Linked DNA regions of Mus musculus: region 1 is linked to region 2. The links are chromatin contacts, called in public Hi-C maps. All regions are on one chromosome and are shown on one strand. The core of a region is the stretch at or near the end of the contact, and the rest is flanking DNA. Distances in the headings are between cores, read along the strand shown.

The links. Hi-C and Micro-C count contacts between places; a contact is called where the count stands out from the background.
Region 1: a Hi-C map of the N1E-115 cell line shows a contact between it and region 2, with 3 times the contacts expected there. The contact joins two enhancer-like sites. A contact is called at or near these places in 2 of 484 Hi-C or Micro-C datasets (the N1E-115 cell line and nephron progenitors) and 1 of 9 other capture datasets (embryonic stem cells).

What each region holds. Positions count from the first base shown.
Region 1 is chr6:34,227,065-34,233,783 of GRCm38.p6, forward strand. Gm32533 (a long non-coding RNA gene) reads left to right here. Exons shown (of 7, transcript XR_377532.4): 7 at 1-12. Among named protein-coding and RNA genes, the nearest start is that of Gm32533, 33 kb to the left of the region's middle. Within about 2 kb of position 3,532, at least 14 of the 459 cell types and tissues checked have an H3K27ac peak or open chromatin away from gene starts, as enhancers often do. A contact at or near this core is called in the N1E-115 cell line, where this site is marked.
Region 2 is chr6:33,680,329-33,686,791 of GRCm38.p6, forward strand. The region is part of intron 10 of Exoc4 (exocyst complex component 4); the gene reads left to right. Among named protein-coding and RNA genes, the nearest start is that of Gm38785, 240 kb to the left of the region's middle. Within about 2 kb of position 2,098, at least 64 of the 459 cell types and tissues checked have an H3K27ac peak or open chromatin away from gene starts, as enhancers often do. A contact at or near this core is called in the N1E-115 cell line, where this site is marked.

The sequences.
Region 1 (6,719 bases), core at 2,282-4,781, 550 kb after region 2:
TCTGATCAATATCTTGCTCTTATAAAAATAACGATGTCGAACAGAACACATTGCTTTTCTGATTGTATAAGTTATCCTGGGGGACCATCAACTGTGGGGCTGGTGCGTGGAGAAATTCTTAACTTGGAGTTGATATTAGAAGTTTGGGGCAGACTTGACAGGCTTGAAAGACTGCCTTAACCTTGTGTTGGCCCCATCTCTCAGTCGGGTGTTTATAGCCTTCCATCAGGACTGCCCTAAAAAAACACCGCAGACAGGGAGGCTTATCCACAGGTAAGTGTGAGGTCAGGGTACCTGCATGGTCCAGTTCTGGCCCCCTTCTTGGTTGGCAGATGGCCACTTCTCATTGTTTCTTCATGCTGCTGTGCACACTGTGTGATACGGCCCACTGGCTCTGAGATTTAGAGAAGTCAGACACCAGGGAAGTTCCCAATATAGGAACCATATTTTGAGGGCTAACATAGGGTTGTCAACTAAAAAAAAAAAAACTTTCCAAGTAGGCGCACATTAAAAGTATTAATTTATCTCTCACAAGCATCCCCATAAGGGACATTTTAACACCCTAAACAGCAAGAAGTGAATAATCACAGAATAAACAATGAGCTACCCAGGTTGGCCTTATCTTTCACTATTTGGATCTGTCTACAAACACTTCCTCGTGAGAAAAGAAAGGTGAACTATTCAGGTTTAACTTGACCCACTCAAACTTGAAAGTCGGTTCTGTAGCCTGGGGGTAGGGCCTCCATCTTCTCAGGACTGGAAAGCTTCGCTCCAGAACCTCCGTGATTCTGCGATGAGCCTCCACGTAGGAATCAGGGTAACAACTGTTAGGGACAAGCAAAGGGCGTACCCAGCCAGACACTGACTCTAGAGCTCCACACCAATCACAGTCTCCCCTGAATGGGTCTGTCTTCCTCCTTTCTTCTTCTTCTTTTTTTTTTTTTAAATTAGGTATTTTCCTCGTTTACATTTTCAATGCTATCCCAAAGGTCCCCCATACCCACCCCCCCAATCCCCTACCCACCCACTCCCACTTTTTGGCCCTGGTGTTCCCCTGTACTGGGGCATATAAAGTTTGCAAGTCCAATGGTCCTCTCTTTGCAGTGATGACCGACTAGGCCATCTTTTGATACATATGCAGACCAAAGTGTGGACACTGTCTTCCTCTTTTCTAGTTCTGACCTACGGCAGTTAAAGTCCAGGTTCTCAGTGATCACTCTTAGGGAGGTGTTTTCCCCTTATAAAGGTCTTATTTGGCTTTTAGCAGGCTGAGGACCCTTGGGGACCAAATACTCAGTTCTGGGGGTCACCGAGGTAAGTCTTTATTGCTGAGAGTGTAGAAGGGACCTTGCAAGAGTGAGCAGGGTCTGTTGCCACTGTGAATTTGTTTTCTCCCACCCAGCCCCTGCCTGCTTTTTGGCTTCCTGACCCAAGGGCCTGCCATGTCGTCTTCCTGTACCACTGTCGCCCTTTGAAATACTTGTCCAGACATCCCCGAGCAGTGTCCCAGAGAGGCTGCCCAGAGCCGCTGGACTCCATCACACCCTCTTCCTCCAGCCATGGGACTCAGTTTCTCCACAAGGAGGTACAAATAGTCTCCATCAGCATCCGTGGGGCGGATCATCTCTGAAGTCATGTCTACGTGAAAGGGTGAAGACTCAGCAAACGGTTGACTTTGGCTGAGTTGAAGACAGAGGCTGTAGTGAGATGGGCGGTTTGCACATCAAGTTGCAAAATGATCTCAGGCTATTTCAGTCCTTTGGGAGCTGTTTACTTCCAACCCCTGACCAGGCCTAAATCCTTTGAGATGGTTGAGAAAACCTTGCAGAGTGGACCCCCTAAGCTGAGAAGACCTCTAGCCTAGATCATTCCCCAAACTAAGAATGCCATTAAGCCAGAGCCGGGTGCTAGCTACACTTGTAATCTCAGCACTCGGAATGGCGAAGCAGGAGAACCACAAGGTCAAGGCCATCTTTGTTTATATAGGTAGACCCTGTCTCAAAAATATCCAAAAGAGAGAAAGGAATACATAGGAAAGATTTCTCTCTCCCACAGCCTGCCCACTGGATCCTCTCACCAGCATATTTACTAAGCATGTCAGCTCTTGTCTCTCCTTATTAAAACACCTCTTCTAGGGTGTTCCCAGGCTTAGAATAGGCTGTTTCTTATTTCTATTTTTAAAATCAGGCTTACTCTGTGTGGACACATCAAGTCCAGGTAAGTGCCAAGCGGGACCTCTAGAACAATCAGGAACTCTTTTATGTCCCTTCCCAAGCTCACAGGGACTGATGAGGGTCATCAGCCTGGACCACTGATAAGGAAGGCACATGGTGACAGTTTGTATTGACCGTTAAGTCGAAAGGATCTAGGGTCACCTAGGAGACAAACCTCTGCGCATGTCTGTAAAGGATTTAGCTCGGTGAAAATAACGGAGAAAGTTCAACCTGAATGCGGCAGCACCATTGCCTGGGTGGGGCCCGGGAACGTTATAAAAAGCAAAAGCAAACTGAGATCAGGCAAGCCTCTCTTCCTGCTTCCTGACTCTGGATGCAGTGTGACTGGCTGCCTCCGGCCCCTCAGCCCAATGACTCTTCCTCCAGGAGGGACTCGACCCTCAAACTATGAGCCTGAATTAGCCTGCCCTTCCATAAGCTGCTCTCTTTGATCACGAGAATGAGAAAGGTGATTAATCCATACACCAGGAGTTGGGAGTTGGGGTCACTGGGGTGCCTGCACTCTGGGCACTCCTTCCAGAACTGGAGGCTACTACTATCAGAGCTGATCTCCTGCAGCTCGCTTTCCACCACACAGCCTAGCTCCCTTGCCCTTTGCACCTAGCTGGATCCCTGAAACAGTAAGCCATACTGAAAAGGAGATTCCAGCCCCTGCTGAGCCGGGCCCTCCTTACTCAGCACTCCCCTGCTCCCGTGTCCCTTAGCTTGGATTCTGCTCCCTCTACTGTACAGTCCGTCCTTCTTCTGTTCCCCCTTCCTTTCACTTTGGGGGCCTGTGAGTCCCCCTCTTCATTCCCTGGATGTCTGTGTTCTACTTAGACTGTGGCTTTTGGCTCCATTTGTTAATATCCAGATGTGCAACGAAACATCCTATCCCCCCATCTTGACACCTCTCATCAGCCTGGAGACCCAGCTCTGAGGATGGGGAATCAAGCAAGGAGTGCTGCTCATTTGGAGCCATCTCTAGCAGGGAATTGGTTGCAAGAGCAACATTCAGAACTCAGAATCCAGGAGGCTCTGGCCCGAAAGCAGGACATGGACTCAGTTAAGTTCCTCCTGCTCTGGGTCCAGTTGGAATCTGACATTTTCCTAGCCCTGCCTCCTCTTTCTTCCTGTCTCCTCCATGGTTCTCCATATTGTGTACCTTTTCTGTAACAGATGCAAACCCCTCCTTTGAGCTGTCCTTTGTTTTGCAAAGCATCCCCCTGTTCTCTCCTCCTGCTCCCTCACCTCATTGTCTTCCTCTAACACCTCCTTGGCCCCACACACCTTCCATCTCTCTCCCCTTTGAAGTCCACTCCTCTCCCAAGGACCTTTTACTTTCTCAGGTAAATGTGCCTAAGTGCCTGAGAAAGTTGTGGGTGTCCAAGGGTCGCTGGAGGCTCTGTGAGACTTGAAGTCTCCCTGGCAGCTTCCCTTCACAACACAGTTTCTCCTCACTGAACTTCCTGGCAGTGACTAACATTCATCTGACACCTAGGCATTGGGGGTGTTCATGTGGCCAAGCCATCAAAACACATCCAGCCCCTTCACTAAGACCCACTGATCCTAGAGCACGGAAGTGAATCGAGTGTAGAAGTTTGCAGTCCAGCAACCGGGTGAGTTAGACGGACAGAAAAAGTCAGAGCCTTACACGTAGGGTAAGCAGTGTGGCACAGTCGACTGGAAGAAAAGGAGGCGTCTAGTAATGGGTCTCTTTAGGCTCTCTGCCAACAGTAAAGCCCAACAAACAATGTGGCCTCTTAAACAGCCAAACCTAGGTTCATAACTCTAGCTCTGCTCGTTCCGAATGCTGTGGCACGGAAGTGAGGTGGGTGGTAATTTAATCTCTGGGAGTCATTCCTCGCATCCATAAAATGGTGATGGTGATATTAAGGTCACTACAGGAAGAAATGGTCTTTTGGCTTCTAGCATGTCGCACTCAGTGCGCCACTGCCACCTGGTGGAATGCTTTGGAATAAAAAAAAACACTTTCAAACAAAGCAGGTTTTCAAGAAGGCTGGCCTTTATATTCAACATGATCAACATGATTAAATAATAGGAGTCATTAAGATGGAAGAAATAGGAAATTCAATAGAGGTGAGGGCTCGGAGACGTTCTGTTTAAGGTAAATACCATGGTCAGAACACAGACAAGATGGTTCAGTGGGTAAACGTGCTTGTTACACAAGCCTGAGGACCTGAATTTAATCCATGGCACCTGTATAGCAAACCCAGACACAGTGGCACACATTTATGACCTCAGTAGTCCTGCAGTGAGACAGGCAGTGGAGACAGGACCATCGCCAGCCAGCCTGGGATATGCCACACAGCAGAAGTAAGAGACCTTGTCTCAGCAAGCAGAGCTATTCCTGTACTTCCACACATGTGCCATGACATGGGCATGCCTGCCTCTCTCACACACAGATATACACACACACACATGCATGCACATATCATTTACATACACATATGTGTGCATCATACACATAAGCACACACATTTCATACATGCACACACACACACACACACACACACACACACGCATGATATGTATTAATATCTATGTAAGGTACTCCCTCCTTCTGGCTCAAGGTGAATAGTGCTGCTATAAGCAGAATCTATCAATATCTGTTGGAGCCCTGGCTTGCTGTTCCTTTGGGTAGAAGCCAGATTGCTGGATCAGCTGGTAACTCTGCTAATTCTCTGTGATTCTTTAAGGAGTCTACTTACTCTTTTCCACAAAGGCGACACCACTGACCATTCCTATCAGCTGAATACAAGTTAGAAATTCCTCTACACCCTCACAACACACACACACACACACACACACACACACACACACACACACACACACACATGCGTGCGCTTTAGTCCCGGTGTATGACTGTTGCCCTCTAAGGTGGAGCCCATCAACTGTGGCACTCTAGGCACTAAGGACTGGATATCTCTTCCTGTCACCAGCCGTCAATAACAGACTTTCCTATCTGAACAATCAAAAATGTCTCCAGACATTGCCAAATGTGTCTTGGGATGTGAACCTGGCCTTTGTTGAGAACTATTGTTCTAAGTCACGACTAACTAGAATCAGCCTGGCACACCACAGGGGAGTGGGAGTTTCCTGTTACCTGGATCAATGTCTCATGCTCTCCAGTTCCAAATCGGTGTCTGCTCACTTACTGTTGGGTTTCTCCTGGCATCTAAATGAGATCAGCTATGGATGGCTGTAATTTTGGCCTGTACCACTTAGAGAGTGCTGGCGATAAAGAGGCCAAGGACAGAGAGGAGGGAGTGTGTGTATGTGAAGGGTGTTAAAGAGATGTTCTTAATGAACAATTATTGAGTAAAAGACCAGGGTTCACACACCTAAAAAGTGCCTCCGTGTAGTCTTGCCCCACAGCCATGCTGGCACCAAGGGAAACTGCCTCTTTTCATAGCACAGAGTGTCTTTCTGGAACACCCATTTTCAGTCAAGTGTGATCTCAAAATCCATCAACTTTAACCAACCAGAATACAAATAAATGCCCCATCTAAAATCCCTCAGCGCTCACCTCCATCTTGCTGAACTTCCTGATGCTCCAATTACATGGAGCTAGGATGGCGCATTCATATACAAAGTGATGACAGCACACACAAGCTCTGTGCGCACTCCCACTGCCATGTGCCACCCAGGCTGTTGGCATGGAGAATTTGTTTTAGTCCCTTCTCAGGCTTCTTACAAGGGCAGAGAGGCCCCCCAAACCTCCTTTCCATGCTGTGTTAGAGCTGGGGTTCCAGATGCAATCTAGACGTGCTAGTGAGCTACACTCGCCTGTGTAATAGGGAAGTAGATGGAAGCCTCTGCTTGCACTGCAGTGGGATGCCAGGTCAGTCCGAGGAAAATGCATGTTATCCTTCAACTCCCTGTCTCCATGATGGGTCTTCATGTCAGAGGTGGTAGACAATGTGTGATTTAGTAATCATGTCTTTCCTTCCTATCCATCATGACTAGGGTGATTTGTCTCCGAATCAATCGTCTAAAGGTGGCCCCTTATTTCTGCCCACCCAGTGACTTTCAGGGGTACCTGAGGTGCTAGCATTCATTTCTCAGCGAATGCGGTTCTGCTGCCTGGGTTGGGTCCTAGCTGACACTGCGCATGTGCTCCTGTGTACACATGCACACATCTTCTAAGGTCTGACAAACACTTTGCTCTGTTATTTCTTTAAATGTAGGAAGTTTATATTGATCATCTGCTGAGTGGTAGAACTCACTAAGTGCTGTCAGGCATCAACATGAAAAAAAAAAAAAAGGTTTCTCTATTGATCCTTAGGAAAATAGTCTCCATTATGGGACTACCACTCACCCACGCCATCACACAAAACCAATGCCTAAACAGTTGCTGTGTTGTGTGGTATTAAATACCATCGTCAGCACTGGTCAGTCAAGAGCCTGGGCAGAGTGGAGGTGCTTCCTTCATCTAAGGCATACAGGTAAGGAAGGAGAGAGAAATGGTGAACAGAATGAACG
Region 2 (6,463 bases), core at 848-3,347:
CTCTACATTTTGTTCTTATATAATTGTGGTTCATATCACATCCTATCATAGTGACTTGTTTTTCTACATTAGACCTTTGTAAAAAGAAAGCCCAATGGACTGGAGAGATGGCTCAGCGGTTAAGAGCACTGACTGCTCTTCCTAAGGTCCTGAGTTCAAATCCCAGCAACCACATGGTGGCTCACAACCATCTGTAATGAGATCTGACGCCCTCTCTGGAGTGTCTGAAGACAGCAACAGTGTACTTACATATAATAAATAAATAAATCCTTAAAAAAAAAAGAAAGCCCAAATTATACCTGCCTTTGCATCCGCCATCTGGGACATTGTGCCATCCTAGAATAGTTTCCTGGACTACTTAGAAGGAACACTAATATGCTAATCAAGTCTTGTGCAGAGCACAATATTATACTTCCAGATCTAGTCATGTAAAGTCCTAGGATGTTCTCCAGCTTTTGAACCTTAAGTATTATGCCAGCTACTTCAAACATCATTTCAATAAATCCAATTTGAAATCTGTATCATGAACACCTATGGCATTATTTGATGCAGTTCTAATCAGTTATTCACACTGTAGGCTGAGTTTGTTTCTCAGTACCGTCTAGTGAATTGTGATTGCTGATCTGATGGGTGATATCCTTATGCCTGTGACTTGGGGACTACATTGATTCCCTCAGGTATCGTGAGGTTATTTTAATATAAATGAGTTTATTATTTACTAAATGTCCATACTGTGTGTATAACTGTCACTTCATAATGGATGCACCTTGGTCATTCCTGTGTCATTCCTGTGGCTGTGTTAACATTTCAAGACTCTCATTTCCCAGCTCTGTCTATGCTGTGTCTGTCTTTAGCCTTCCACTTTTCTTCATGTTTCTGCCTAGCGTTTTTTCATTCATATTTTTCTTTCCATTCCTATAGAGTTTCACCCATGCTTACATTTTGCTTAATTAACAGTTTTCGCAGCTGTATTCAAAGTCCATTAAGCATTGCTAATTGTTACTACTTGGTTGCTTCCCAGGGTTTCTAAAGAAGATAAAATAAAACAGGACCAAACATGACACCTTGGTTCACTGGGGTCATCTTGATCCCTATAAAACCTAGCATACAGCTTTATTAAACTGTGTTTTCTCATAGTGAGCCACACATACTGTGATAGCAATTTAAGATGACAAAGTATTATTACTGCTAGAGAAAACTTAGATATATTTTAAAACATGTTTACACTACCTTACAGATATAATTTAAAAACAAATTGTATACACTAAAGCAAGAAACTTTTGTTAAGAAACTTTTGTTTTTCTCCAAGCAAAAAAAAAGCCCAGAGTTGTGAGCGGTTGTCAATGGTACATGAATATTCAGATAAACCACCCAGGGTTACTTGGTTGTTTAAGATGAGGCTTGATCCAGTAGCATTTGAAAAAAAAAAGGGGGGGGGATACTTTTTGCCACTCAAAACAGTGCCACCTCATCTTCTTGGAGTTATATAGACCAGGGAGTTTTGGTAGATAATGTGTGGAGAAATATGAGAAACACATTATTTTAAACTCAAAAGAGGGACAAAGAACATGGAGTAGTTTTTCCTTTTCCCAGCTGCCCTCTGGTGGCAAAGACACAGCAGACAGCAGCCATGCTGAAGGAAGCTGCTTCCCTGCTTAAGAGGGACCAACCAGAGCCTTGCCTGTGCATGTGTGATTCCAAAGCGGAGTGCAGGGCCTCCTAATTACATCCTGCTTCCCCGTGGCATCTGCTCTTATCGTGGCTGCTCCAGGCTCCACCAGCTCAGTCAATACTCACATATTAGCAGGAGACAATCGATAGAAAAATTAAAAAGGAAAGTCAAGGTAATTAGGCTAAAGCTGCTGCTTATGAGTTTTCAATAATTGCTTTCGCTTCCTCTTGTTTCCTCATCTCTAGAAAAATAGGGCCTGATTGAAGGACTGGGTCGTGTTTGACTGAGGACATGTCAAAATTATACAAAGGCAGGCAGGAAATAGAATTAAGCTGTATTTGTTTTAGAGCAGTAAAGGGGCTTTGCATGATGGCAGGGGAAGAATAGGAGCTGATTTAAATGTCCCCATTAGCAGCTGTGCCATTGTCCCTACCTGTTTCTGTCACCAGCTTCTGCACCACTAGCAGGAGCCCACTCAGAAGCACCATGACACGTCCTATACCCAAGCTCCAGGGGAAGGCAAGAGGGAGACTTCCCCCAGAAAGCAGCATCCCGATCACTCTGGAAATTTCATTCTACCTTTTACAAAACTATGAACTAAATCAAAATCTCCTAGTTGCTAGCCGTTGTGTGCCGCTGTTGAGCATTGGTCTCTGGGTACAGTTGTCATGGATGGCAGCCCACTTATGAACACATTTGGGTGAACTGTATTTCCTAGGACAGGAAGTCAAGTCTCCATTTTGACCTGCCTGGGCATTTGTGTCCTCTAAACAGAGACACCCTTCGTCTTCTTGTTGCATGGTACGGTGCCAACTACCTTATAGAGGAGGAAATACCAAGGGAGCCCCTCCTCTGAGAGTGATGAATCAAGAAGGGGAAAAAAAAAGGATAGTTTTGTTACAGAGATATTTTATGTTTTATGTCCATTTACAGTCTACATATGCATGATTTCTGTCAGCTTAAAGCACTTTATAAACTTTATAACCAAATTATGTACTTACATCATTTCATTCACTGTTGATATATAGCTGTTAAACATCTGCCACATGCATATTTCTTTCAGGAAAAAAATGTAAAAGAGAATTCGATCTTGGTAAATACACAGGAAATATTGAGATGAAAAGAATATGATATGGAAGTATTTATTGTGCACCTGCTATGTCTAAAGCATAGAAGAGCCCACTGGCAAAAGACAAAAAAAAAAGATAGAACTCTTATCACCTTCCCCACGTGCCCCTTCCTTCCTCCCTCCCTCCATGTTTGTTGATCAGAAGTGAGTGATAATACCTGTGTTTGGGTCCAGGGCAGTCTGATTTACATCATCTCGTTAACTTAGACTTTTTCTTAAGGTGTAGGGATTGATGTGTCAAACTGCTCTTGAGGCAGGTAATTCACATGTTATTGTGGATAGGGATGCTATGGTGTGGCAAGGGGAGCAGAGGCCTAGAGAGCCAGGCTTGCTTGCCAAGAGCTGTTGCACTGATTCCCCTCTGTCACTCCTCTCCTACCTGAGCTTGTGTCTGTGACTCTGTCACCTGGAGAACTTGTAGCAAGGGGACTATGTTATGATGCATGACATGAGTTTGACATTTGTTTAGAATTGTACCAGGGCTCTGTAGAAGACTCCTGCTTCCCCTACAGCCTTCGGTTGAGGTGGAGAAATTACAAACCAAACAGCTTTGATCACCTTCCTCAGCTTCCTTGGCTCCACCTCCTGGTCCTTTCCATCCCTCAGGGGAGTCCCCGTCACAGCACTTAGACTCTCCTGCCCTTCTCTGGCCTCGCTATGATCACTTTTGGGGTGTGTGGTAACTACTGTGGTTTTTAAACAGTCTTCCTATGTTAGATCTGTAACTTACAATCCTCCTGCTTCAGCCTCCTTACTGCAGGTGTGTGTGTGCCTTCATGCCTAGCTCTGAGGAAAATTTATCTTTGTAATTTTTTTTTTTTTGGTTGTGAGGGTACATAATGAGAAGAAAACTTTTGAAAGTTGGCTTTCATTTTGTACCTCAATAGTACAGAGTCTGTCTGTGCTGTGAATTCCTGGCCTGTGGGTCTCTAGACATCTCTGCCTCAACCATTCATCTCCAGTATGGGGGTTAGGATTACATATGTGAGCCACAACATGTGGCTTTTCATGAAATGGAACTCAGGCATATGTAACGATTGCTTTTACCTGTGAGCTGTCTTCCTGACTTCTACGGAAAATAATGGAAAGTTATTTTTCTCTCCTGTCATTTTATTTCAAAGAAGGTTCAACAACACCCCCTCCCTTTTCCTCTTGTATTTATTGTTTCCGTCATACCTCCATATTCTTTGTCTTTAATTTTCTATAAAAGTTTGGGTACTGAATACAAAATAACTGCAGTACAATAGTATGCCACCCTTCTGGTGATGTAAATAGATAGTAGTAACTGTGACTCAGGTTTAACTGCCTGATTTGACTTGCAGGTCTGCTGCATTTCTTTCTAACTTAAAACATTTCAGCTATGCCTTTAAATGACCTCTGTTGCTGTCAGTGAGTTATGCAAATTTACTGTTTGTTAGTTAAGAGGCATTAATAAATGTATTTCTATGAGGCATATATAATGATGCAGAAATATGAATGAGAGCTTTATGCGAAACAAAGATGTATACAGTGACATGTGATTGTGGGTATACAAACAGTTCAAATGTCTTAAATGCCCTGAATAGTGTGTCTATAATATTGTGGTTTGTTTTAGAACCATTCTATCTTCTTGCTGTCTTTTCTTCATATGAGGTACTTACCACAATGTACAATATTTTACTAGTCTGCTTACATTGTTTTTGGTGGTCTCTTGTATGGAGCACATTTTTATGTGAAAGGCCTTATGTTGTCTAATAGCATTGTATATCCTTTTAGTAAGTATTTGCTGAAAAATAAATGTTTACTTCTTTCTTTTTTATGTCTTCCAGTGATGTTAGCAAAATAGATGGAATGGGGAGTGCTGTTTTGTAAGCACCTTTTGGCCTTATTGAAGGCAAACTACTGCATTTAGTTCAAGGTCAGGCATCAAACAAGAAGGGCTCCTTACATTATATATTTGCTTGATGTGACCTAACACATAATGTGGTTTTGTGTTGTATGGTTTGTGTGTGTGTGTGTGTGTGTGTGTGTGTGTATTTAATCCATTTAGTAAAGTGGGTAGGTTAATTTCTCAGTAGTTTAGCATATGAAAGGCCCTCTCTCTTGGTTATAGGAATTCTAAGTTCCAAGGTACATGGAAAGCTTTAGATATTTTTGAGTTAAATTTTCCCTTCAAGCATCATAGTAAGTAATAATGTATTATTCTGGCACTTTATTCCAAAAAGTGTAGCCTGGCTAATGAATCTAAAAGTGCCTTTAGTGATTCATTCAGCATCAATTTTCCCAACTCCACATTCCATTCTAGTATGTTTTCAGCTTACTAAGCAACAAAGTATCTCATCAAAGACTCCATTATCTGTCTGTCAGCCATGAAGGGACATCCTTGATTCTCTGCCAGAAGACCTGCTTTCCAGTAAATCGTGGCCTCGGCACTCTGGGAGGTGCACACAGTTCTCTGGTAGCTCTGTCACTCAGTGCTCATTTTTATGAGGAAACCTGAGTGCCACAGAGTTGTAAGGACCCCACAAGCTCTCACAGGGAGGACTCAAATGGAATGCAGAAGCCTTTTCATCTGTTGCTGGAAAATTTCAAAGTCCTAGAGATGAATCCACCTTTCCACATGGTCCTTCATTCAACTACCATACGGGCAGCAAGAAGTTTTATCACATGCTTACAAGTCAGTACAGAGTTTTCTTTTTTCTGGAGAGACTCTTCCTGAAGCCCTTTGAAGAAAGCAAACACAAGGGAGATGAGAAAAAGAAGGTAAATTGAGAAAAGATAAGGATTGAGAAGAAGGGCAGGTTTACCCTGGAGGCAACCTGATTGAAGTGTGCTTTAACCGTGTACCTCGAGCATCAGTCAGAGAGGAATGCCCAGGGACAAGCATGCGCAGGCTCTCTCTGTGGCATCGTGTTGCTCCAAAGCCCTTATGTCAGGTTCATATAAGATGAGAGTATATTGCAGTGAACACAGCTGAAAGCCGTCATTCCTGTAAGCAGTGTCCAGAATAAGGACAACTACATGCCCAGTGGAGGAAATGTGCTGCTCTGACAGCAGGGTGAAGGTGGTGGCTATCAACAGATGTACTTTATTTTTCATATAGGGAACTCATTTAGCACATTTAATGTGTAAGAATCCAGCAGGATTCATGTTTTACATTTAATTCAAACAACACCAGAGATATACTCAGGAATTGGTATTCTGTGAAGATCAAACAAAATAATTTATGAACTGGCTCTGAAATTCACATACATTGTACTGTATTTTGGTAGTATTTTTATGTATAGGTTACTGTGGACAAAAGTAAGGGTGATTTGAGCTTCTTAGGTCATTTGAGCATAAACTTAACTCCTCTATAGCTCCGTACTCGCTCACCCTCAGACTTCTATAACTGTTCCTCCTCTGAGGCAGTGTTTTACATCTATATGATTCAGGAAAAAAAAAAAACAGTAAGGGAAAGTACTAATTATTTTCTTGCATATCAGCAACTACCACATAATTGCAACATCTAAACTCTGATTGAAAATTGTCTCTTTCTGATTTAGAATATCTTATTAACTACTTACTCCTTGGCCTCCTACAGAAGAACCTGTAGTGTCTGAGACACGGAGAGCAGTAGATTTTCTCTTCCTGTGTGTGAGTAAGTGCTTTCCCTCTTCTGTCTTGTAGGCAGCTCTGTTGCA